2 separate regions of the Rattus norvegicus genome follow, and region 1 is linked to region 2. The links are chromatin contacts, called in public Hi-C maps. All regions are on one chromosome and are shown on one strand. Each heading gives the region's core, a stretch centred on a gene start, on an enhancer-like site or on the middle of the called end of the contact. The rest is flanking DNA. Distances are from core to core; before and after follow the strand shown. Region 1 holds the start of Gpr158 (G protein-coupled receptor 158). Region 2 overlaps Rps8l1 (ribosomal protein S8 like 1).

Region 1 (7,157 bases), core at 1,793-4,292, 48 kb after region 2:
CAGGGCCCACTTTCCTGAGTGCTACAGCCAATAAGGGGGGAGGGCTAGCTATTGCTCTCATGATTTCAGGGACAGCTCTCCTGACTACTGCAGGTGGCAAAGAGAGATGGGGGAGGGCATCAGCCATACATTCATGCCACCTCATGCCAGATGAGTGACTGGGCCAGCTCTCTCATGTTCTCTTCCTTGTGGTTGGCTCACCTGTTCCTCCTCCACCAGGGCCAACATACTGTGCTGGCCAGGAGAGGTGGAGGGTCCCTTCTCTTGAGTGTGGCAGCCATTGAGGGGTCAGGGCCAGGTCACCCACTCTCTTGACAACCTCAGGTAGTGAGGGGTGAGGGGGAAGAGGGCATTTCCTCCCTCCCCAGCAAGGTAGAGGGACCAACTCTCTCTTGATGGTTCACCCACTCCCTCTAGATCAGGGCCAGCTCTACTGGCTCTTTGACCCTGGGTCTTTTGAAAATGTACCCATTATTCTTAACTGCAGAACCATCTCTTCAGGCTCCACATATATTTCTTTAAAACAAGGCTAGAGCCAGTGCTCAGGTCTTTTGATTATTTTGGGGCACTAAATTAATTGTATAAAGGAACAACTAATGATAAATACCTTCCTTTTAAATTAGATACAGAAGACATTTAAATAATTTTAAATGTTCTATAAGTTTCCTAAAATAGTCACTGAGGAAATTACATTTAAGTTTTTAGATAGCTAAATAAATGCAAAAACAGAGAATACCATGACAAATTCAAGAGAAACTCCATCTGTAATTATTGCCACATGTGATATAACAGACTAATAAGCTGAAATTACTTCTACTTAGCATATGTTGCAAAGAAAGATTTAGACAAAAAGTCAGATATTATGCTGGCTAGTTTGATGTCAACTTACCCCTAGGCTAGAGTCATCAGAGAGGATGGAACCTCCAATGAGGAAGTGCTTCTATAAGATCAGGCTATAGGCAAGCCAGCATTTCCTTAATTAGCGATTGATATGAGAAGGTCTAGACCATTGTGGTGGTGCCATCCCTGGGCTAATTGATGGTTATGGGTTCCATAGAAAGCAGGCTAAGCAAGCCAAGAAGAGAAAGCCGGTAAGCAGCATCCCTCCATGGCCTCTGAATGAGCTTCTGCATCAGGTTTCTGCCCTCTTTCTGTTCCTTCCTGTCTTCCTTTGATGATAGATTGTGATGTAGAAATAATCTATTTCCTCCAAAACTTGCTTTTTTGGTCATGGTGTTTCATCACTGCAATAGTACTCCTAACTAGGACAGATATAAGCACAGAATCTACTTATAAGTAAATACAAATCAAATAACTATATTGTTAGCATAATCACAAAAATGTATTAGGAAACCATATATAACAGCTGAGAAAACTGGTTGCTAAGTCCTATCCCAAAAGCCTTCATCCCTGGCTCGCTGAGCAAAACTCTTCTCATGAGAAAAGGATAGCTAGGTTTATCACCATCTAATTCCTTCACTAATTACCAAGTATATAGTGAGAGCCTACTGTACAGTGCCAGCAGTGTTCTAGATATTCAGTGTACCACCATGATTGTGACTGGGAAGATATTTCTTGTTTTGTCTCTTACATCCCAGTACTTAGACGTTGTTATTACTTGATGTGGATAGTGCTCCAAAGACTCTTTCACTGGAAGCTTTGTCCTCAGCGTGGACGTGTTAATACGGTAAAACTTTAAGAGGTGGGACCTAGTAGAAGGCAATTAGTTTGTGGGGTCTCTACTCTCACTAGTGGATGAATGCTTCATGCTGAGAGTCAGTAGGGCTTTGTGCGACTAGATTGTCATAAAAACCCTGTTTAGTCCTCCTCTCGATGCCAATTGGCTTCTCTCTCCCTCCTCAATATATTACTGAGCATCATACTGTCTTCCATGCTCTCCAGAAGGCCATCACCAGTCACCCAAATCAGGGACCACCTGATCTTGGACACCCACTGTGCAAAGCTAAGAGCTAAACAAACATTTTTCCTTACTTATCAGTATATAATGATAGAAACCCAGAATAGCCTAAGGTATTTTCTTGCCAGAACAAAATGATATATAGTACAGTAAGTCTCTTGGACTGGCATGAGTGACACTATTGTTAGTTGGGGACTAAAATAAACCTGGGATTTTCTACATGTGTCTTCTTGAGGAATTCGAAAGTGGAGGCCCACTTGGAAAGTGCAGATGCAACAGGGAAATGTCACAGGAAACTTCAAGTGATACACCCAGGTGGCTTAGGGGCCCTTCCCAATTCTTTAAGGAGCTGACACATCTCTGGAGCCCTCCCTTGAAGTCTGAGCTGTTTTTCATCAATTCCAGTAACTCACCGACAGTGACTTTGTATCCCACACACACTAGGGATTCACTCGTTTTCGTCCTCATTCTCTCACAGTCTACAACACGCAATTCTTGGTCATGTCCCCTCTCCACACATCTTTATTGTCAGAGCTCCGCTTTCATTCTGGCTCCGAAGAAGAGGATTCCTTAAATATGACATTTATTTTTCCTTGACGCTCAGCCAGTAGATGTCTCCATTACTCTCTCACAGCTAAGACCATCATTGGAAGGCCAGGTTTAATCATTTCCTTAACCGACAATGAGGAAGAGAATTTGATAATTTGCCTAAAAAAATGAGCAGATGCTAAGAAGGACACGTTTCCATCCTACGTTCCCTCCTCCCCAGTTTCAGTCAGAAATGAAAACTACTCTCTTCTCCCTCTTTTCCAGGCAAAAGGAAGGGCTGATCTAACTAAGCAAGCCAGATGCCTACAGCCTCCTCCTGCTCAGTAGCCCAAGTTTCCTTCGCTTTCAGCCACCAAAAGCGCCGCTTCTCTCCTCTTTCCCGCCCACTCCTCGCCACCCCTGCAGGTTTCCGAGTCATCAGGGAACACGAGTGGGTGAAAGCAGCGCCGCCGCCTCCTCCTCCGCCTCCTCAGTGCGCCTCGGGTTCAGCACTGGACAGCTCCCGCCCCAGCCAACAAATGGCAGTCAGCTGATTGACAGAGGCGCCGACCAAACAGGGCACAAGACGACTTGAAGCCGCCCTAGAAGGGTTTGGTTGCGGCCAAGCTGTCTCTTTAAACTGGTTTCATCTGAGAGCAGGGAGAGGCAGCGGTGCGGTTTGTGGTAAGGGCTCCAGTTAACCAGCTGCCTGGCAGTCTGGACTCCAGAGACACAAACGTCTTCAAAGAAAACCTGGGTTCCTTGGGACTCGCCGCTGAGCTCGCGGCGTGGATCTGTGTGCGCGCTTTCATCTCGGGGCGAAAGGGTCGAGGAGGGGCCACAGCCAGGAGGCGGGAACGACCTGCCAAGGGTGAGATGATGGAGCAGCGTCTTCAGTGGCCGCGGTGGCAGCATCAGCAGCATCAGCAGCATCAGCACCAGCTCTTGAACACACCTCAATGAGAGCGGCGGTGGAAGCGGCTGAGCAGAAAGACGTAAGCCGGCTAACTATAGCTGCCGGGGATGTAACCTGTTTGGCTCAAGGCTGCGAGGTGCGTAATCCCGAGCCGACCCATTGTGGAGCGGGACACAGCCAGCATTGCCACAGGTGATTTGGGTCTGTGACGGCAGCTGAACCAGCTGGGCCAATTTCAAAACATTCTTATTTTAAAGTCCATCTGGACTGGGCTCCACCTGGAGAAGGAAGCCTCTCCCCCAAAAGTCTTACTGGTGATAAATTAAGGACCGAAATTTACAAAGTGACTCCTCCGGTTATCTCCTCTCTTCTGTGCTAGACAGATGGGAGCCATGGCTTACTCTTTACTCCTCTGCCTCCTGCTCGCTCATCTGGGATTGGGAGAGGTTGGTGCCAGCCTCGACCCTTCAGAACGGCCAGATTCTTCTCGAGAGAGGACTTCGAGGGGGAAGCAGCACGGTCAGCAGCTGCCGCGAGCCTCTGCCCCGGACCCCTCTATTCCCTGGAGCCGCTCCACAGACGGCACCATCTTGGCACAAAAACTAGCCGAGGAGGTGCCCATGGACGTGGCCTCTTACCTCTATACTGGGGACTTCCACCAGCTGAAGAGAGCCAACTGCTCAGGCCGCTATGAGTTGGCGGGCCTGCCGGGGAAGTCACCGTCCCTAGCCAGCTCCCATCCTTCCTTGCACGGGGCGCTGGACACTCTGACACACGCCACCAACTTCCTCAACATGATGTTGCAGAGCAATAAGTCTCGGGAGCAGACCGTGCAGGATGACCTGCAGTGGTACCAGGCTTTGGTGCGAAGTCTCCTGGAGGGAGAGCCCAGCATCTCCCGGGCGGCCATCACCTTCAGCACCGAGTCGCTGTCCACGCCCGCCCCGCAAGTCTTCCTCCAGGCCACCCGTGAGGAGAGTCGCATCCTGCTGCAGGACCTGTCCTCCTCCGCTCACCACCTGGCTAACGCCACTCTGGAGACCGAGTGGTTCCACGGGCTTCGGCGAAAGTGGAGGCCCCACTTGCACCGCCGCGGCTCCAATCAGGGGCCACGGGGCCTGGGCCACAGCTGGCGGCGCAGGGATGGGCTTGGCGGGGACAGGAGCCATGTCAAGTGGTCTCCACCTTTTCTGGAGTGCGAGAATGGGAGTTACAAGCCCGGGTGGCTGGTCACTCTCTCTGCTGCCTTCTACGGGCTTCAACCTAACCTGGTCCCGGAATTCAGGTAGGAAGAGGGTTGGATAGGGCACACACAGAGTCATCTTTTGGTTTTGTAAATAGGCACTCTGGGGAAACACACTTGTCTGCCAGTGAGACTTAAGTCTCCAGCCTTGGAACAGAACTTCAGACTAAGAGAAGTCCAGGCGAGCTCATGCGCGGAGGGGTGACAAATGCCCGGTCTGTCTGCTTTAGGCACTCACGGAAAGCCATTCCCTGGTGTGCAGCGGCAGCGGGGCTTGGGGGATGTAGCAATTGGTCTCAATCCTTCCATAGCACAAGGGGAGAAGGTTAACAACTCTGTCCCCGAACTTTGGGAGAGCTTGGGCTGTGCCCATCAGAGTCAAGAACACCAGTTGTGCGTGTGAGTATGTGTGTGTGTGTGTGTGTGTGTGTGTGTGTGTGTGTGTGTGAGAGAGAGAGAGAGAGAGAGAGAGAGAGAGAGAGAGAGAGAGAGAGAGAGAGAGAGAGAGAACTACAAGGATACAAGGAGTGAGAATTCCTTGAATCTGTCACTTTGGGATAGCCTCTGCCCACTTCCTGTGAGTGTAGTCTGGAGCGCAAGCCTGCTGTTAGTCAGCTACCAGAGCGTGTAATTAAACCTGTGCCATCCCCTGGGCAGTTCTGGCCACTCAGCACTGAGTCACTCAGCAGCAGAGCCATCTCCAGGATCCAGAGTACTCCTATTGGCTTCCCCCCTTCTTCTCTAGTCATCAGCTTTCCTTCCTGGTGTCTTCCTCCTCCTGTTCTCCTTAGGCACAGCTGAAGGTTCTCCATGAGAGTTGGGGAGGGAGGAATCAGTCTCACCCAAACAGGAAACTAGGAAGAGACTTTAGTAGCTCTCCCGATGGCGTCATAGGAAAGCTCTCACTCTCAGATTAGAACTGTTACCCATCAGCTCCACAGTGAGGGACTTCTAGAAGTAGCCTTTCAGGGATGGATGCAAGGAAGGAATGGAGGGGAGGGAGGAGAACCTGCAGAGAGGGATTTGGAGAGAACTGATGTTGATGGGGTTTACCAGAGACCCCGATGGGAAACTGCAAAGAACCAGAGGGGGGTTGGAATTGATATATATATATATATATATATATATATAATATATATTTATATATATTATATATATAATTATATATATATATATTTAATTATTTATTTATATATATTATATATATATATTATATATATATATATTTAATTATTTAACATTTTTGAGATTTGGAAAAAGCGATCTCTCTCTCTCTCTCTCTCTCTCTCTCTCTCTCCCTCTCCCTCTCCCTCTCTCTCTCTCTTTCTCTCTCTCTCTCTCTCTCTCTCTCTCTGTGTGTGTGTGTGTGTGTGTGTGTGTGTGTGTGTGTGTGTGCATGTGCTTGAACATACCAGGGCAAGCAATGGGTAGGAAATCCCAGGAAAGTAGAAGCACTGCCTCCGATGAAGTTGTTTAACCTCGCTGGGCCCCGGGCACTTATCTATCAACTGAGAGAATCGAAACAGTTTGTCTCTAGGGAAATACACAGTCATAAAATCCTGTAGCCTTTATTTCCTGCCAGCTTGAAACGGCACAGATGAAGACCCCCCTTTCTTCTTTGTTTCTGCATGAACCCCTACGTGTGTTTATGGTTCTTTTAAAGATCCTACCTTAAACTACAGCAACTTTCCTACTTTCAGGATAATCTCATTTCCTCCTGGTTCTTCCAGGATCCTAGTAGTAAACGTGTCAGACCAGCTTCAAATCCTTGCCACAGCGTTTTCTTACAAGAGGGCCCAGCAGATGCCACTTGGAGCCCATGAACCATGGCTGTTAGATGATACCTTTTAGAGTCTCAGGATCGACCTCTCTCCCTTCTTTTCTCTCTCTCCTTCTCTCCTCTCTTCTCCCTGTTCCCCATCTTCCCCAACTGGCTCTGTCTCACTTTTGCTTGATGTTAGTCTATGTGCTGTATACTTGATGGTAAGTTCTGTGTTGACTGCTTGGTATGACTATCTTGGCAACTTTTTCCAGCAGTCTTCATAGTTATGTGTTATTGTTTTCTGTATTTTTGAATAAGGGCATATGGAACACGGAGGGGCTAAGTTTTATGACTGATCATACAGTTATTAAATAAAGGAGTCAAGATGCAAGCTTATGCTTACTTTATGCTTTTAACTAGTATGCAGTTTCCTAAAGATGACTTAGTGAGCTGGAAGTAAGCTTGCATATAAATGGTATTATTTCCAAGGGCCAGATGTAGGATGAGGACAAAGACCATTTGGATTTAGAACTGCTTCTCTCTCTCTCTCTCTCTCTCTCTCTCTCTCTCTCTCTCTCTGTCTCCCTCCTCTATTTGTCTTTTAGTCTGCCCTGTTTTTTTTTCAACTACCCCCTCTTTCTCCCACACTTTGGCGATGTAACCTGGGCACAATACACATTAGCCAATTATTGACCCACATTTCCAGCTCCTAGACTATTTTTCTTATGATCAGAAAATGTATGTTGTTTCAATGTACCCAGTACTTTCAGCCAGCCAAAGTGAAAGACTG
Region 2 (6,196 bases), core at 1,692-4,191:
CAAAATAAAAGTACTATCAAGGTTTGGTGCCTTTTCTCTCATATTGTATTTTCTGGAGAAAAGTGTATTTGGCAAATACATCTGTGCGTATTAGCCAGCTTATTGATGCAATGGACAAAGGGCTTGAGGGAACAATGTTGGGGGAGGGGCTTTTTATTTTAGTTCCCCGTTGCAGTTATTACAGGCTGGGCTGGGCCCAGGACACTCAGACGAGTGCTATAGTGGTGGAATAGGCAGTGGGGGAAGTTTCTTTTCCTCACTGCAGAGAGCAAGCGGATCAGAGACGATTGAGCTTCAGCAAGGACATCCCGAGTGACCTGTGTTCCCTCCATGCCCACCAATAATGTCACTTGATACGAATCCCTAGGCTTTAACCCACTCATTCGCTTAGAACTCTCCTGAGCTGAGTATCTGAAAATATCATAGGCGCACCTCTTTTTAGGTCTCCTACGAGTTTCTCAGTGAAAGCAGACTGACATTCAAAATTAAGCATCACCTCCCTCTCTCTGTGTCTCTGTCTCTGTCTCTGTCTCTGTCTCTCTCTCTCTCTCTCTCTCTCTCTCTCTCTCTTCCTCCCTCTCTCTCTCTCTCTCACACACACACACACACACACACACACACACTCAGATACGAAGTCTCTCACACGATCAGAGTCATATTCTACATACAAATTTGCATTCTGGGAACTTCCACTTAGCGTTCGAGGGTGGCTACTTCCTAATGCCTTCGAGTAGTTCCCACAAACAGTAGTTTTCAGTAGCTGTGCAATAAGCCATATGTAAGTTAGAGAGGAAGTCCATCAGGATTAAGCGAACTGGTCCACGGTTCATTCGATCACTCTAGTAGTTTCTGCTACTAAAAAACCAATGCTCACCTCATTGGCTTCTAAGTAAGTCTTGGATCCTGTCTCATTTCTCAGAAAAGATTCATCAGTGGCTAAATGAATGGCCCGAGTGGTAGGAGACAGTCTCATTGTGCGCGTGTCTCAAGTGGATGTGAGATCCAGTCCCGACAGAACTTCATTCTTACTACTCGTGCATGCGTGTGTTTGCGTGCATGTTAACACGCCTACTCAGATGGAGAGACAGGAGAGATATAGGAGATGGTGCCTGGTTTTAACTCGTGCGTATAAATGGTGGAGTACTTCTGCACGGATAATTGGAGAGCCCCGATGATTGGCTGTTGCTCTGTATTGGGTTCTCAGCCCCTGTGGGTCCGTAAGGCTGGTAAGTGGTTTGAATTTGTTTTTCCTCCTTCATATTCCTTCTTATCATCTCACTGGAAACAAAGCGAGGTTTGTCCATTTAGTACCAGGTGTTGTGTGCGCACTGAGATGAAACGTAAATCAGACCACACAAACAGCGCAATAGCAGCGGAAAGGGGGCGGGGGAGGGGCTGAGCTGGCACAGCAAACAGTGCCATTGTTGGGGGATTTGAGACATAAAAAACATCTGAGGAGGAAATTAATAGCACTTCAACCATTTTATTTATATTGCCCAACCGGTCCAGACCAGTTGTGACGTAGGCAGTTTCTGTGGCCCATAGCTACCTGGGGAGTTTGTTACATATCGGCTTTGCACTAGCGCTGGGCTTGAGTCCAGAGTTTGTACCTACTCTAAGTGGCCTTAGCAAAACTCATTTATGCTTCTTAGCCTCAGTGCGGAGAGAATACTGGCTTCTCCGCGCATCACCAGGAAGAGGAGACGGTGTCTGAAACAAAACACAGCTATACTTGTGATGTCCCAGGAGGGGTGTCCTCGGCAGTGCTCTGTGGTCACCATCAGTGCATCTCAACTCTGTGTCAGTCATACACAGGACAGTGATGGTAAAAATGAATGGAATCCTTTTCTAATAATATAAATTCGTTTCTACGGCCTGTGAGCTGGTTTAATACATTACCTATCCTCATCAAAGGTCACGTAGTGTTTTCCTGAACCCAGATGGGAATGACAATGACCCGATTAGAGGGAACAGAATAAAAAAGAGCAATAGCATTTATATCAGCCTGTTTTACTCATCTCTCACTCCTTTACTCCCAGATGTGTCTAATGGAAGGCAATAATGGGCAGGCGTGTGGATCTAGGGCATTGACATTTCCAAAGGCTGCATTTCTTGTCGTCAACATCACCGTAACTCTCTTGACTTTGGTTCCCAGAATATTCTATTTTTATGCATTTTGAATTGGGTTTTATAGGTTAGGGTACAGTTTAATAATATGAATCATGTACACACATATAATTTAGAGACTCCAACTTGAATCCACTTGAAGGATGGGATGTTTCCTTCTGTATATGTTCCCAGGTTGCCTTCTGCTGGTAGACAAAAGTGATCTGAGTATCTGACACATTGTTGCAAGTTAAGGGACTTACCCAAGACAATTTAAGAATAGAAAGAAAAATGAGGACATTTTAGACACATCCTAGTGCTTCGCATTGGCAGAGTCAACTGTTGACATTAAAAGCAGCCATCCTACACCTTCTGTAGTCACTGTTTCTGAGAGCAGTTCTTACAACATAGCCCAGGGGCTGCTTGACCTTGCAATCCTCTTGCCTCAGTCCCCCAAGTGCTAGGACTCCCAGTGTGCACCACCACACCTAGATTAACTATTCCTCTTCACTCCCTGTCTTAATTAGCACTATCCTCTCACAGAAGATCGTTACTAGTCCTTTCAGACACCTGAGATGAGCCTCTGGGACACTCCAACCTAAGGTGGGCCTCCACCATATAGTCTGCCTGCTGACGTGGGAGCTTGGAGCTGCTCTGGCACATGCTGGCTCCCAAGCCTCCCTCTAGCTCTCCCTCCTTCATGGTTTGGTGGGCATAGGATCCGGTTGCCATGACAACATCAGCAGCCATTTCAGGCTAGAGGGAACATTCCCTAAGGCTCCTCTCCATCTGTGTGTCCTTGGCGATCTCTCCTGCCTTGGTAAAGGAGGTGGGGAACCACTTCCTCCAGGGATCTCCCCCAGCTCACGGATGGTAGAAATGGGCAGGGGAACTGTGTTGCTATGGCAGCAACTCCCCTAGTTCTTCCATTCAAAGAAAGCCTGGCTCAAGGGATCTGCCTGGTGTTCCCAAAGGCAAGTCAGCAAGGAACTGCATTATCATAATGGCTTCCACAGGATTCTTCCAGGGGAGGAGTTGGCATAGTGGGGTGACAGCTGGAGGCTGGGCAAGGAGGTTGGCTAGGAAGGCTTCAGTGTCCAGGGATCTTATTGCCATGGTAAATTCCCGGTGGAAGGGACCAGGCAGCTCTCTCTCACCAGACCCAATGTTGCCTTTCAGGTCTGTTCTTGCTCCCCTATGTTCCCTTTGTCTTTCTCTGCAGCTGTCGTATTTCCCTGTTGCCAGGATAACAGCAACAATGCCTCTGCTCTGTTCAAGGCTTGATATAGCTTAGGTCTTCTTAGCCTGTGGTCACCTCCCTCTTGTTTACCAAAGTTAAAAACAATCCCCTTTAGGACAAGGTGACTTCTGTATGTAATGTGGTGGGGGTGCAGGGAATCATGGTCCGTGTTAGAGCCCCCTTTCCCTTCACTCCTTGACTGGCCTCCTCCTGGTTTAGGTGTTTGCACAGCTGGATTGGAGTCTTGTTCCAGGCTATTCTTACCGGACAGACCCTGACTGAGTCATGTATCCGTTTTCTTACCCATTTTTTATCTATAGGAGGAAAGAAAATGTCTTCATTACCAAACTGTGCTGAGATTAAGAGAGAGTGAATATGAAAGCACTTTGTCAGGACTCAGGTGTTTGGGGAGTCTTGCTATTTTGGCAAACTCTCATTCTCACAGGGTGACTGGATTGGTTAGTCATTCACTAGGTGAATATGCAGCTCATTCTAATTTCCCCTTTATAGCAGTTTCTCCACCTAGGAGCACTCTTTGTCCCATCTCTACCATGGGACATGACCATTTTCCAAGTATGGTTTTGAGGATTAAATAAATTACTGAATATAAATGTATTTGACATTCCCAGGCAGAAAGTACCTGTGCAGTTAGTGGTCATTACTAGGATTAATATTCTATGTGTGTTCTTGTAAAGTTTTCCTCTCCAGACTTGAGTGTGCTAGCAACTTTGGGTTTAGTCTACCCACTCATGTTTTCTGTGCTTCCCCCCCCCCCCCCCGTGCCGGTAATGGAGCCTCAGATCTCTTGAATACTAGGCAAACACTGTCACTTGGCTGTACCCCTGTGATGATTCATCTCAACTGTCAAGCTGGTAAGATCCAGAATCATCTGGAAGGCATGACTGAGCATGCTCATGGTTCGCCGACTGTGGGCAGCACCATTCCTTAGTTGGGGATGCTGGAGAAAGTAAGCCGGATGCAAGCAGTCCTATTGCTATCTGCTTCCTGACTGTAGATGCAAGTGACTAGCTACTTCAAGCTCCTGCCCCTGTGACTTTCCTGCTAGAAGGGTCTGTGACCTCAAAGGGTCTGTGAGCCCGAATAAACCATTCTTTCTTTCTTTAAGCTGTTTCTGTTGCAACAAGAAGCAGCTAAGACAATATTGACCTCCCTTTTTACTTTGGTCTTAAGATCTCCCAAAGTTGTCCAGTCTGGCCTTAACTTGTACTCCCTCTGACTCGGCCTCCTCAATAGCTAGGATTGCAGTCTTGTATCACCATGCCTAACTCTCTCATACATTTAATTTGTTTATTTTTGAGACAGGGTCTCTCTATTATGAAGCCCTTGCTGTCTGGGAACTCAAAGTGTAAAGCAGGCTGGCCTTGAACTCACTGAGGCCTATCTGCCTCTGCTTCTTGAGTGCTGGTCCCTTTCATACTTTTAATGGCAGACAATTTACAGAAATATGGCCAGGATCATTAAATCTCTGCAGCCAGTAGGTATGACAGCAGTAGGCAGCAGTTTGTCCTGACTAGAACTTTTCCCCAAATCTTCCTCAACCTTCTTTACTCAATAGTGGGCCAGCAAATTTGACCTGGGGCTTTGGAGCCAGGACAAATGACTTGAGAACTTCCTCTCTTACTGCCTCCCCTATCCTTCTCGATGTCTTTCCATCTATTCTCACCAAGGATCAGTGTCCTCTTGCTGACATCCTGGGGACTCTCATCTATGTCTGCTCTGACTCTAGGGATGCCACCGGCTCTGAGACCTTCTCCATGTCTTCTCTTCCTCCAAGTTCACCTGACCCACCGCAGGCGAGCTCTTTCAAGTACGACTCAGCGCTCAGCAGCCTAATCAATAATTTATAGATAAGACATTAAAAAGTAATGAACACTTAAAACACCGCCCCACCCAGAAAATATTTTTGCAGCTCAACTAAGGCTTTCAAAGGCCTCCCTTCTAATCCCTGGTGCACGCTCTTCTGACTACATCAGCCTGTGGTGACTGACTCCTCTCCCTGAACTCCTGCTAAACTTATGGCATTTCAGATTTAATTGTACTTTAGGTATTTCATGTGCTACTCTGTTCTCCCTAGGGAGATGGCAAATTTCTTGAGGGCAGGAATATATCTAAAATGGAACACTCAGTAATTTTCTATTACAATTGATTAAGTATGGGCAGACGTTTATCAACCAAGCAAATGTCATTCTAATGTATGGAGTTACATTTGGAAAGCTGACTCCACTTGCTGCTAACAACTAAGACCCTTGGGGTTCTGTGTTTATATACTTCTCTGGAGTAACCCCAGTAAACCTGAGTGGAATGATTCTATTCCATTTATTTCCTCGTCATTCCAAGTGGAATAGTGTTAAGAACATTTTTAGGATAGCTTTGTATAAATTTATACCCAAAGAGACAATTGTGGATTTGTAAATATAATTTATTCAAAGTGTCTAGTTATTTCTGATAAACCACTGGATAGCTTAGTTCCAGGAAGTCTGAGCTTAAAATAGGTCCTACGAAAGGAAGCGATGCGTAATGGAATTGCATTTTCCTTATTGATTAGATATTTTTAAGATGTGCCTTTTGCTCAAAACCAAAGGACAGAAAATAGAAAATACATCCTCTAAAATAGTTAAGTCAGAAAAATCCCCACCAAAGATAAAAGAAAAAAATAAATGTTTGAATTTATCTAGGCTACCTCATTCTGTAAGGAAATCTTTTCTCACTGTTGGCAACACAAAAGACAGAATTCTTCAAACATAGAACTCCTCTAGTAAAAGACTACTGGGCTCTAGCTTCCTCATGTATAAACAAAGAAAATGTTAATTTCTCACAACTTAACAATCA

The links. Hi-C and Micro-C count contacts between places; a contact is called where the count stands out from the background.
Region 1: a contact with region 2 is called in a Hi-C map of prefrontal cortex, with 2.2 times the contacts expected there. The contact joins the promoter of Gpr158 here to the enhancer-like site in region 2. A contact is called at or near these places in 2 of 12 Hi-C or Micro-C datasets (frontal cortex and prefrontal cortex).

What each region holds. Positions count from the first base shown.
Region 1 is chr17:88,739,781-88,746,937 of GRCr8, forward strand. It overlaps Gpr158 (G protein-coupled receptor 158), which reads left to right and starts at 3,043. Exons shown (of 11, transcript NM_001170326.1): 1 at 3,043-4,647. The coding sequence starts at 3,746. All of the region lies in intron 1 of Rps8l1 (ribosomal protein S8 like 1), which reads right to left.
Region 2 is chr17:88,692,265-88,698,460 of GRCr8, forward strand. The region is part of intron 1 of Rps8l1 (ribosomal protein S8 like 1); the gene reads right to left. It also overlaps a transcript of Gpr158 not described here. Among named protein-coding and RNA genes, the nearest start is that of Gpr158, 47 kb to the right of the region's middle. Within about 2 kb of position 2,942, at least 24 of the 93 cell types and tissues checked have an H3K27ac peak or open chromatin away from gene starts, as enhancers often do. A contact at or near this core is called in prefrontal cortex, where this site is marked.